3 separate regions of the Sus scrofa genome follow, and all the other regions are linked to region 1. A link is a contact called in public HiChIP or PLAC-seq data. All regions are on one chromosome and are shown on one strand. Each heading gives the region's core, a stretch centred on a gene start, on an enhancer-like site or on the middle of the called end of the contact. The rest is flanking DNA. Distances are from core to core; before and after follow the strand shown. Region 1 holds the start of TIMM9 (mitochondrial import inner membrane translocase subunit Tim9). Region 2 holds the start of PSMA3 (proteasome subunit alpha type-3). Region 3 holds the start of ACTR10 (actin-related protein 10).

The links. HiChIP or PLAC-seq counts read pairs in DNA pulled down with a chosen protein or histone mark.
Region 2: a contact with region 1 is called in an H3K27ac HiChIP or PLAC-seq map of alveolar macrophages. The contact joins the promoter of PSMA3 here to the promoter of TIMM9 in region 1. A contact is called at or near these places in 1 of 5 promoter capture datasets (liver), 1 of 47 Hi-C or Micro-C datasets (liver) and 1 of 2 datasets of contacts at active chromatin or transcription factors (alveolar macrophages).
Region 3: a contact with region 1 is called in an H3K27ac HiChIP or PLAC-seq map of alveolar macrophages. The contact joins the promoter of ACTR10 here to the promoter of TIMM9 in region 1. A contact is called at or near these places in 1 of 5 promoter capture datasets (liver), 1 of 47 Hi-C or Micro-C datasets (liver) and 1 of 2 datasets of contacts at active chromatin or transcription factors (alveolar macrophages).

Annotation. Positions count from the first base shown.
Region 1 is chr1:187,502,785-187,505,931 of Sscrofa11.1, forward strand. It overlaps TIMM9 (mitochondrial import inner membrane translocase subunit Tim9), which reads right to left and starts at 1,668. Exons shown (of 6, transcript XR_002347100.1): 1 at 1,654-1,668; 2 at 1,251-1,438. KIAA0586 (protein TALPID3) reads left to right here and starts at 1,910. Exons shown (of 33, transcript XM_021102647.1): 1 at 1,910-2,006; 2 at 2,476-2,765. The coding sequence starts at 2,567.
Region 2 is chr1:187,340,618-187,343,774 of Sscrofa11.1, forward strand. It overlaps PSMA3 (proteasome subunit alpha type-3), which reads left to right and starts at 1,614. Exons shown (of 11, transcript XM_001927990.5): 1 at 1,614-2,997. The coding sequence starts at 2,977.
Region 3 is chr1:187,306,095-187,308,950 of Sscrofa11.1, forward strand. It overlaps ACTR10 (actin-related protein 10), which reads left to right and starts at 1,389. Exons shown (of 13, transcript XM_003353492.4): 1 at 1,389-1,760. The coding sequence starts at 1,684.

The sequences.
Region 1 (3,147 bases), core at 418-2,917:
ATTGATGTAGAACATCGCATGTCCCTTTACTTTTTAATTATTTATGTATTTGTTTTTGGCCACATGAGCGGCATGTGGAAATTCCTGGGCCAGGGATCAAACCTGTGCCACAGAAGTGACTCATGACACAGCAGTGCATGTCCTTTTACTTTAGGTTATTTGCAGCAGGTTTAGGAAATTGTGCATGATTTAACTGGCAACCCTAATTCATCTTACTATTAATCAGAGCAAAAAAAATTTTTGAAGGATTACCACATACTACCCTCTGGTTTAAAGAATGGCTTCAAGGACAAAGGATGGGACTATGGGCACTGGACTAGATCCTCAAGGCCTAAAGGATGAGCCTATGAGCACTGGACTAGATGGGGGCAAGACTACTTGGGTTTAAACCCCTGCTCTTATATTAAGAGGTTTTAAGATCCAGATCAACTCATTTATTCAAGTCATCTTAATGAGTTTCTACACCTATGAGCACACTTTAGAGAAGGGAAAGATAACTTTATTTCACACCCAAGTTTCATCTAGAGAATAAGGGAGATAAATCATCTCCAAAGTCTCTTACAACTGACACTATCATTTTCCTTTTAATACATGTAAATTATAAAACAAGCTGTGAACAAATAGGTACCACCTGAAAGCCTGATAATGAAGGAAATGTAACTGAAATTAATTACAGAAACTCATTAAGATTTAAAGGGTTCTCCAAGGCTGAGCCCTTAAGGTCCCTTTTAATTCTAAGACTACTTTTTTCAAAGTAGGCAGCTGAGATCTAAGAATAAAATTTGTTACTTAACTTTTCATCAGATTACATTTTTTGATTAGTCTTTTAAAAAGCCTTTAGTAATGCATAAAAGGAAACGTTTAAGTAATGCATCCTCAAAAATTAGCAGATGAGATGAGGTGTGTTGGCCCTGGTATTCTGTCTAGAGAGAATTTTTTTTTCGGCTCAAGGTCACGGCTTACAGACTAATTCACTATCCCAAGACAAGACCACCCGACTCCCCAAACTCGGGTTGAAGGTGGCTCAGGGCCTTGAATTCCGACCCTAGCCCCAGTGACGCTGGATTTGGAGGCAGGTCCCACACCCGCTCAGGAGATGCACTGCCAGGCTCAGCAGCACCCCCCCTCCCCCAAGGTCCCAAGTACACGCGGCGGCCTCCTTCAGAGACCCTGTCGCCTTTCCGGAGCATAGCCTGCCGCCCCCCCGCCTGGGAACCCGGGACTCTGTGGGCAGAGAAAAGAGACCATACTTGAGCACAGGCTCTCGCACACGACACCAGAACGAGGCTGGGGGGTTGCGCTGCCAGTCGAGTCTGGGGGCGGAGGGTCGGGGTCAGGGCGGGCGCCGCAGCCGCTGGATGAAAGAGAACACGTGGGAATGGCGATGTCAAATAACTCTTATACCTTTCGTCGCTGATTCGTTATAATGCCGGAAACGCTAGAGGGAAAAGCCGATATCATAAGTGAATTTTAAAATCTCCTGAGAATTGATTTTTTTGATTGCTTAGACAAATTCTCAATTTCTGACTTTCTCGCCAATATTAACACGAATCTGTCGAAGTTCTTTATAAAACTAATTTACTTAATCCCGCTCTCTAACGGTCTCCTGGAGCTACACTGTAAACTGTCCCTAATAAACGAGAGTGATATTACTTAGCTAGGTCCGGAGCTCTGCGGGTTTCGGATGACTCTTTCTCTTGGGTGTTATTCAGTGTTTAAGTCTTGTGGGGCGGTGTGCTGCTTTTAATAAAACAAAACAAATTCATACCCGCTTTAAGCCTTTTATGTTGGGAGTTTGTTTCCACCCGGAGAGGGACGGATGAGCACCGGAGCGCGTTTAGCCTTTTGGTTGGATGTTTTGGACGGTTTTTTTAAAGGCGCGCAGGCGTGTTGTGTCTCAAGGGCGGGTTTAAAGGGAGGTGGGTGTTGACCCGCGGGCAACTGCAGCTCTCGTCAGAATGGACCTGTGGCCCCGCAGTTGCTGAGCGTTCGGGAGACGCAGAGGGGTGAATTTAGGTGTCTGTTGGTTGCTTCTGGAGGGGTGTGTAAGACTCTTTTGCTGAAGAAAGCTATTAAGCTTCTTATGTGGGTTATTTTGGAAAAAATAGCATTTCAGTTTTACCTGCTTGACTCCCACTTATCACATTTTAACTCCGCCTACACGTCTCTCGGTTTGCACCTTTGGGAGTGGTCTGTGTTGTTCTTATTGCTTATGCGGCCATTCTCTTGTCATCCTCACTTAGATTCATTTGGCATGGTGCATTGATAGACTGAGTGCGATTAATGGGTAAATATGTTCTAGTCATCTCTAATCCAGGATTAAATACCAAATTGAAATTTCTAGCTTTGTAGATTGTCTGTTTAGACATTGTTTTGTTTAAAAGTTGATGATTGCATGTTTCAAAATCCCTTGAAATTCACATTTTTCATCCTATTCTCTCCCTCATTTCTTCTCCCCTACCCTTGACCCCCAAGCCCTGAAAGCAGTGAAAAGTTTGTTCTGAAGTTTTATGGACCCAGAAGAAAATCTGTTCGGAACTGTGAAACTAGTTTTGTAACAAGTAACATGAAAGGCTCTGAGTTTAGCCTGGAAAAGAAAAAAAAGGTGAAAATACCAGCGAGGAGACTTCGTGAGGTAGTTTCTTCAAGTCAAGGAGATAATTTGGCTTTGCTGAAAGATAAGTTGTCCTGTGTTCCTCCAGTATTATCTGCAAATAAATGTCTTCCTGTTAGAACAGGGAAGAGCTCGAATGGAACCTTACCTGGTATGTGATTCTAAATAGTTTTCAACTTTTGTATCTCTTTAGTCTTTATTTTCATTTCGTTGTTTTGTATTTCAAAATTCAGAGGGTTTTTAATGTTTAAATTCTTAAACATAAGATCGGTCTAGTTTGTACAGTGGTTTGAAAAGTGACCCCTTTCCCTGGGAAAATGACAGGCACAGACAGTCTACCTAGAATAATATTGAATAGACGGGATGAATAAAACATTTTGTATTTTTTCTCCACTTTTTTTTTGCACACTGTTCTTGTTCACATCTGTGGTGAACACACTTAGAGTGATGTGCTTACTTTTCACCAATAGGGCTTACTTTTTCCCTTCTGTTTGGATCATGATATCAAGTTTAGCAGAGCAGAAAAGCACAAT
Region 2 (3,157 bases), core at 364-2,863, 160 kb before region 1:
CTTGGAATAAAGAATTCTTAGGATACTAACCCTAAAACCCTTAAAACAGTATTTAGAAGTTAAACACATTGGGCATTACATTCCCTGCATTACTTAATTAAAACACAAAAATAAGGTATGGCATAATATACATTCAGATTCTTTAAAGTGCACTTAAGATTTAAGCAGAATGTTTAAAATTTTCAGGCTTGAAATATTAATGTAATTATTGACTAACAATTTTTTCTTGCAATTGCAAACTCTGGTTTATTCTGACTATTTTATAACTTGGCAGAATGTAACTGGTAAGTGAATTTGTATTTATCTGCATTTTCAACACATTTATTAAGCACCTACCATGTGTAAAAGCACTGTTATGTATTCTAATAAGTGGAAGTATAAAACAGACTATGATAATCTCAAAAGTTTTATCACCTTTTAAGAATGATATGTGTAAATTACACAGCAATTTTATATGCACTATTTCCAAAAGTAAAGTAATTAAAATAAATGCATTCATACTCATACTTTTTAAATCCGCTAATGAATCAGGCACTAGTCAAGATCCTCAGGCCACACAATTCAATGCATTCTTCTGAGTTACAAGATAAATCAACAATCCAGCCCCCAAGTAAGCAGTTAAACTAACAAGTTCAGAAAGAGCTTCAAATTCTTAATTATTAGTGAATAGACAAAGACCATTAGGCACTCAAATCCTGTTAAAAGTTTAACTGGCTCCCTAAACAAGTTTGGACTGCTTATAATCTACTTTCAGGGTGAACTCTTTTTAACTTCCCTCCGCACTTTCTTGGCCCACAATGGTCTAACTCAGGATCTCGCATGAAAAATTGCAACCAGAATATTTCAGTGAGGATTAGGCAAATTAAACGCTAGTCTTCCAAGAATATCCAAATCCTTTCTTCTATCTATTTGTTTAAGAATAAGAACTAACTTTAATTATGGTGCTTAATTAGCAGGAAGAAGCAATTGAATTTCCTCTTTCTCCTTTACTTTCTAATCCAATTTTTCAGCAAGCCCTACATATCTAAAATCCATCCACATATTTCCACCTCCACTGCCACCACTCTACACACTCTCCATTATGGCTTGACCACAGGACTGCAATAGCTTTCCAACTATTCTCTGTGCTTCTATCCTTCCTTGTATTCATCACTCCTCACACAGAGGCAAGAGAGATCATTTAATAACTAAATTAGATCTATCAGTCTGCTTAAAAACCTACTGATAACCTTACAGAAGAAAGCCAGTAACTGTGGAAGGAATGATGGAATTAGAAAATCACCATTTGGCAACCATTATCATAATAATTGATTCAAATAAGAATCACAGGATACTATAACTAGCGGGTGTAAGATTGAGGAGTAGCAGGATATTTACATAGCCTCAAGGTATTTCTTCACAAGGTATTCATTAACTACAAAGAGCAAGATAGAAACTATAGTGGAGAAATCTTAAGTGATCAAAGTTAACATCATCAATAAGGACACAAATGACAGCATGTGCCTCCTAATAGAAATACAAGGTTACTTCTGTGGTATTCCTGACAAAAATGCATCACCTGAATCTAATCATGCAAAAAAAGTCATACAAACCTGAACTTTGGAATACCCTGCAAAGGAAATGGCTTGTATTTTTCAAAAGTGTTAATGCCATGAAACATAAAGAAACATTAAATTATTTTCCAGATTAAAGGAGACTAGAGACATGACAACTGCATGCAGTGTGTTATCTTGTATTTTCTTTTGCTATGAAGAGCATTATTGAGAGATTTGCCAAAATCTAAATAAAGCCTGTAGATTAGAAAAAAGCATTATACATTTTCTGATTTTCATAGTTGTACTGTGGGCATGTAAAATAATGTTCTTTTTTGGGGAAATACACACAGAAGTATTTAGCAGTTAAAAATGCTGATGGTTTTCCATTTAAAATCGGAGATTAAAATCCAAACCACTACAAGATCTGACCCCGTGTCCACCTCTCTGATTTCACTTCCTGTCACTCTCACCACTTAATCACTATGACAGGCCATACTGACCCGACAGTTCCGACAGCCTTGGAACTGGAATTATACTCCCATAACAATCCCAAGTTTCAGTTTAAATATCCCCCTTTTACAAAGTAATTCCCTAATAAATAGGTCTAAAGTTCAAACTTCCATTGTCTCTTTTTTACCACGTGGTGCAACTATTTTGCCTATTTACTCTTTGTTGTCTATTTCCTCCCACTAAATGTAAACTCATTAAGAGGGGAGGTCATGTCTTCTTTACCGTTTAAAGAATTTTTTATTATAGTTTATGTACAAATTCTTAAGTCTTATCAGCAGTGTTTAACTGAATACTGAGTTAAAATAATCTTCAGTCTTATTCTTAATTCTATTAAGTAGTTATATGAAAAAGTACTAATTCTTCTGTAAAACTCCGATCTGAGCTCAAAGCTGATACCCTTAGAGTCCATCTTCCTTCCTGCTTGTGAGGAGGGGTGGATAAAGGGGACGCCATCAAGATAACTGGGTTACAATCAGGACGTCAAGCGTGGAGACGCCTCCTCTACCATTTCCTTTGGCCTTTGGAAGAGTATAAGAACATCTCTCCACTTTGCTTTAAGAAAGAATAGGGAAGAAAAAGCGAAGGAGAAGAGATAACTCCTAGGAAACAGACTGGAGCAGCTTTTCAAGCAATTGGAAGACTCAAAGTCCCCCGACAACCCTCCGGAGAGAAACCGAAGAGGAAGGAATCAGTCCTGCTTAACCCGACCTCCGCTGCTTCTGCACAGGCGCGTTGCCCGCTACGCGCATTCCCCACCCCCTTTCCCCACAATTCTCTGTTCTGTGGGTAAGGATCCAGGAACAAGCCACAGAGAGGAAAACTATTGGTTGGAAGAACAGCCAATGAGAGAGCCTGTTACTAGTCTGCGTACTGAGGTGTGAGGGGTTCGCTTTGGGCCTGAAGCCTTAGGCGGCCTGGTGGTTTTAGCACGATGAGCTCAATCGGCACCGGGGTAAGTTCGTTGTTTCTCGGCGTGATAGTCTAGCCTAAGGATCAGCGTAGAAGGGAACGTGGACACACTGCCTGGGCTGCGCCAACTTAGGGTGCGCTGGTACTGCCTTGGGGCAAGTGGGCCGCTTCCAGTTGTGCGGGGCCCTGAGGTCTTTCCTTCG
Region 3 (2,856 bases), core at 139-2,638, 200 kb before region 1:
CAGACATGGCTTGGATCTGGAGCTACATAGGTCAGCAGCTACAGCTCCAATTGACCCCTAGCCTGAGAACCTCCATATGCTGCCAGTGTGGCCCTAAAATAGCAACAACAACAACAACAACAAAAAGAAAGAAAAAGAAAGAAAAAGAAAGAAAGAAAGAAAGAAAGAAAAGAAAAAGGATGAGTCAAAGCATTATAGTCTCTGTGTTCCCCTTTGTGGATCAGCAGTAAGAACCTGACTAGTATTCATGAGGACTAGGTTTGATCCCTGGCCTCACTCAGTGGGTTAAGGATCTGGCATTGCTGTGAGCTCCCACGTAGGTTGAATTAGTGGCTGGGATCCGGAATTGCTGTGGTTGGTGTAGAGTGGCAGCTGCAGCTCCAATTTCAGCCATAGCACGGGAACTTCCATGTGCTGAGGGTTTGGCCCTAAAAAGACGAAAGAGAAAGAGGAAGAAAAGAAAGAAAAAAATAGAGCTGTGGAATTTCTGTAGTAGCTCAGCAGACATGGCTTGGATCTGGAGCTACACAGGTCAGCAGCTACAGCTCCAATTGACCCCTAGCCTGAGAACCTCCATGTGACTAGTATCCATGAGGAGGCAGGCTAGATCCCTGGCCTTGCTCAGTGGGTTAAGGATCCGGCTGCAGGTGAGTTGTGGTGAAGGCAGGTAATTACAAATCCAATTAGACCCCTAGCCTGGGAACTTCATTGCTGCGGGTGCAGCCCTAAAAAGAAAGAAAGAAAGAGAAAGAGAGATCGACAAAGAGAGAGAGAAAGAAAAAAAAAAAAATAGAGCTGTGAAATGACAGGATGTAAACAATCCTATCAGGGAACTCTTATTTTGTTGTTCAGACTGGCACAGAAAGACAGTTTACTAACTTTTCTCGGGTTACACAGCTACTAGGTTTAGTGTAAAAAAAAGAACCCTTGGTTCATTGTTCCTTCCATTAAACCACCTTGATTGTTCCTCCACAGATTTGTAGATGCTACTTGAACTGCTTTCTTTCACATTAAAATTAATTTTCAGCAAAATGACTACCAAATAAAATTCTGTGTGTGTTATTCCTTAAGGCATCAGCAGTATAGTTTTTGAAATCAGAAAGACTAGGGGTCCAACCTTGGCTTTGCTATGGGAACATTCCTACGGTTCGAACAGGTAAAAAAGTAACACCTATTCTTGGCATTCCTTGCGAAGAATAAATGATAGGCAGAACACTTGGCCTTTACTCCAAGACTGCACGAAACGAAGCTTTTGGGTTGTATCGTCTCTCAGCTGCTGCGGCACTAAAAGGTCTAGAAAAGGTCCACAAGAACGATGGGAAAGACCTCGATCCCGGCGCTACTTGAGGGCGTGTCCGGAGGGAAGGACCCGGAGTTGGCTCCGCCCCATCCCGGGGCGCCCGACGCGCCTGATCGCCTTGGTCCTCTGCATCCCCCACCTCCGGATTAGCGGCCGCCCGCTCGCCTTCCTCCCTAGTCCGAAAACGGGGGCGCCTGAGAGTGTTGAGGACCGACGCGGAGTGAGGCACAGCCTGGGGCATCCCAGCCCGGCGCGCCGCGGCCACGCGAGGCCCCCGCCGTCGCCGCCACCGCCCGTGCACCGTCGCTCCGCCCCGCCCCCCAAGAGCCGAGGCCCGGCGGCCGCCGAGTCCGCGTCCTCTTTGCACCAGCTTGTTTACAACCATGCCGCTCTACGAGGGCCTGGGGAGCGGCGGGGAGAAAACGGCGGTCGTGATAGACCTGGGAGAGGCTTTTACCAAGTGAGTGGCTGTGGCGCCGGCTGCGGTCGTCCTGAGGGGAGGGCGGGTAGCCGAACCCCAGGCCCAGCCCGGGTACTCGAGAGGCGGCTTGCTAGGTCGACACTTCTTCCCCCAGGACCTCCGCAAATGACGCCCCTTTTTACTCTCACTGTGGGCGGTGCGAATCCCTAGGATCCTGTGGGATGGTCAGGTTCTGACTCCTAGAGGCCCTGGAGGCTTCGGGAGAATTGCCTTCGCCGCCCTAGGTCGTCACCCCAAACTGAACAGACCCTTTGGGGTCATTTATGCAGGGGATGACAGCGATGACCTAGACCCGGCTTACCCTGGGCTTATATGCCTAGGAAGGTGGCAGCCGAACTGTAATGCCTGATGACGATCTCCATTATTAAACACGTATTGAGCCGAGCTTTTGTTCATGCTGGAAATTCAAATATGTTTAAGACAGGGCTGTTCCGAGCTTTTGTTCATGCTGGAAATTCAAATATGTTTAAGACAGGGCTGTTGCTTCTGAAGAATAGGAAGTCAAATTAGAGTGGCTCAAGATATAATGAAGTGAAACTGTATAGATAAGACTCTGGAGAGCCTTTATGGCTCTCTCTACCGCTCAACTCTTAGATTAGTAAATTTAACATGTTTTAAGAGACAACTTGTAAACAGTGGAGTAATGGTCTCAACTGTAAGGGTGGCATAGATCCCTTTGACTAGGCAAAACCACAAATACAAAAATCTTAAATGATTTGCATGAAACTTCAGAGATTGATGGACCTTCACAGTGGTTCTTGGACACCAGGTTGAAAGCCCTTGTACTAGGTTCAAGATACAGGCAAGTGACAGCCAGAATTCCATCTTAGATATATCTGAAGTGGAATCATCTGAGAAAATTTTTTATATATCTCTAAATAGTGCCTAATATATAGTATGTAGTTACATAACTATTTGTTGAATAAGGCATCAAAAGAGCCTATTTAAGAATTGGGGAGTTCCCATCATGGCTCAGCAGAAACGAATCTGACTAGCATCTTTGAGGATGTAGGTTCAATCCCTCGCCTCGCTCAGGGGGTTAAGGATCTGGCATTACCATGAGCTGTGGTGTAGG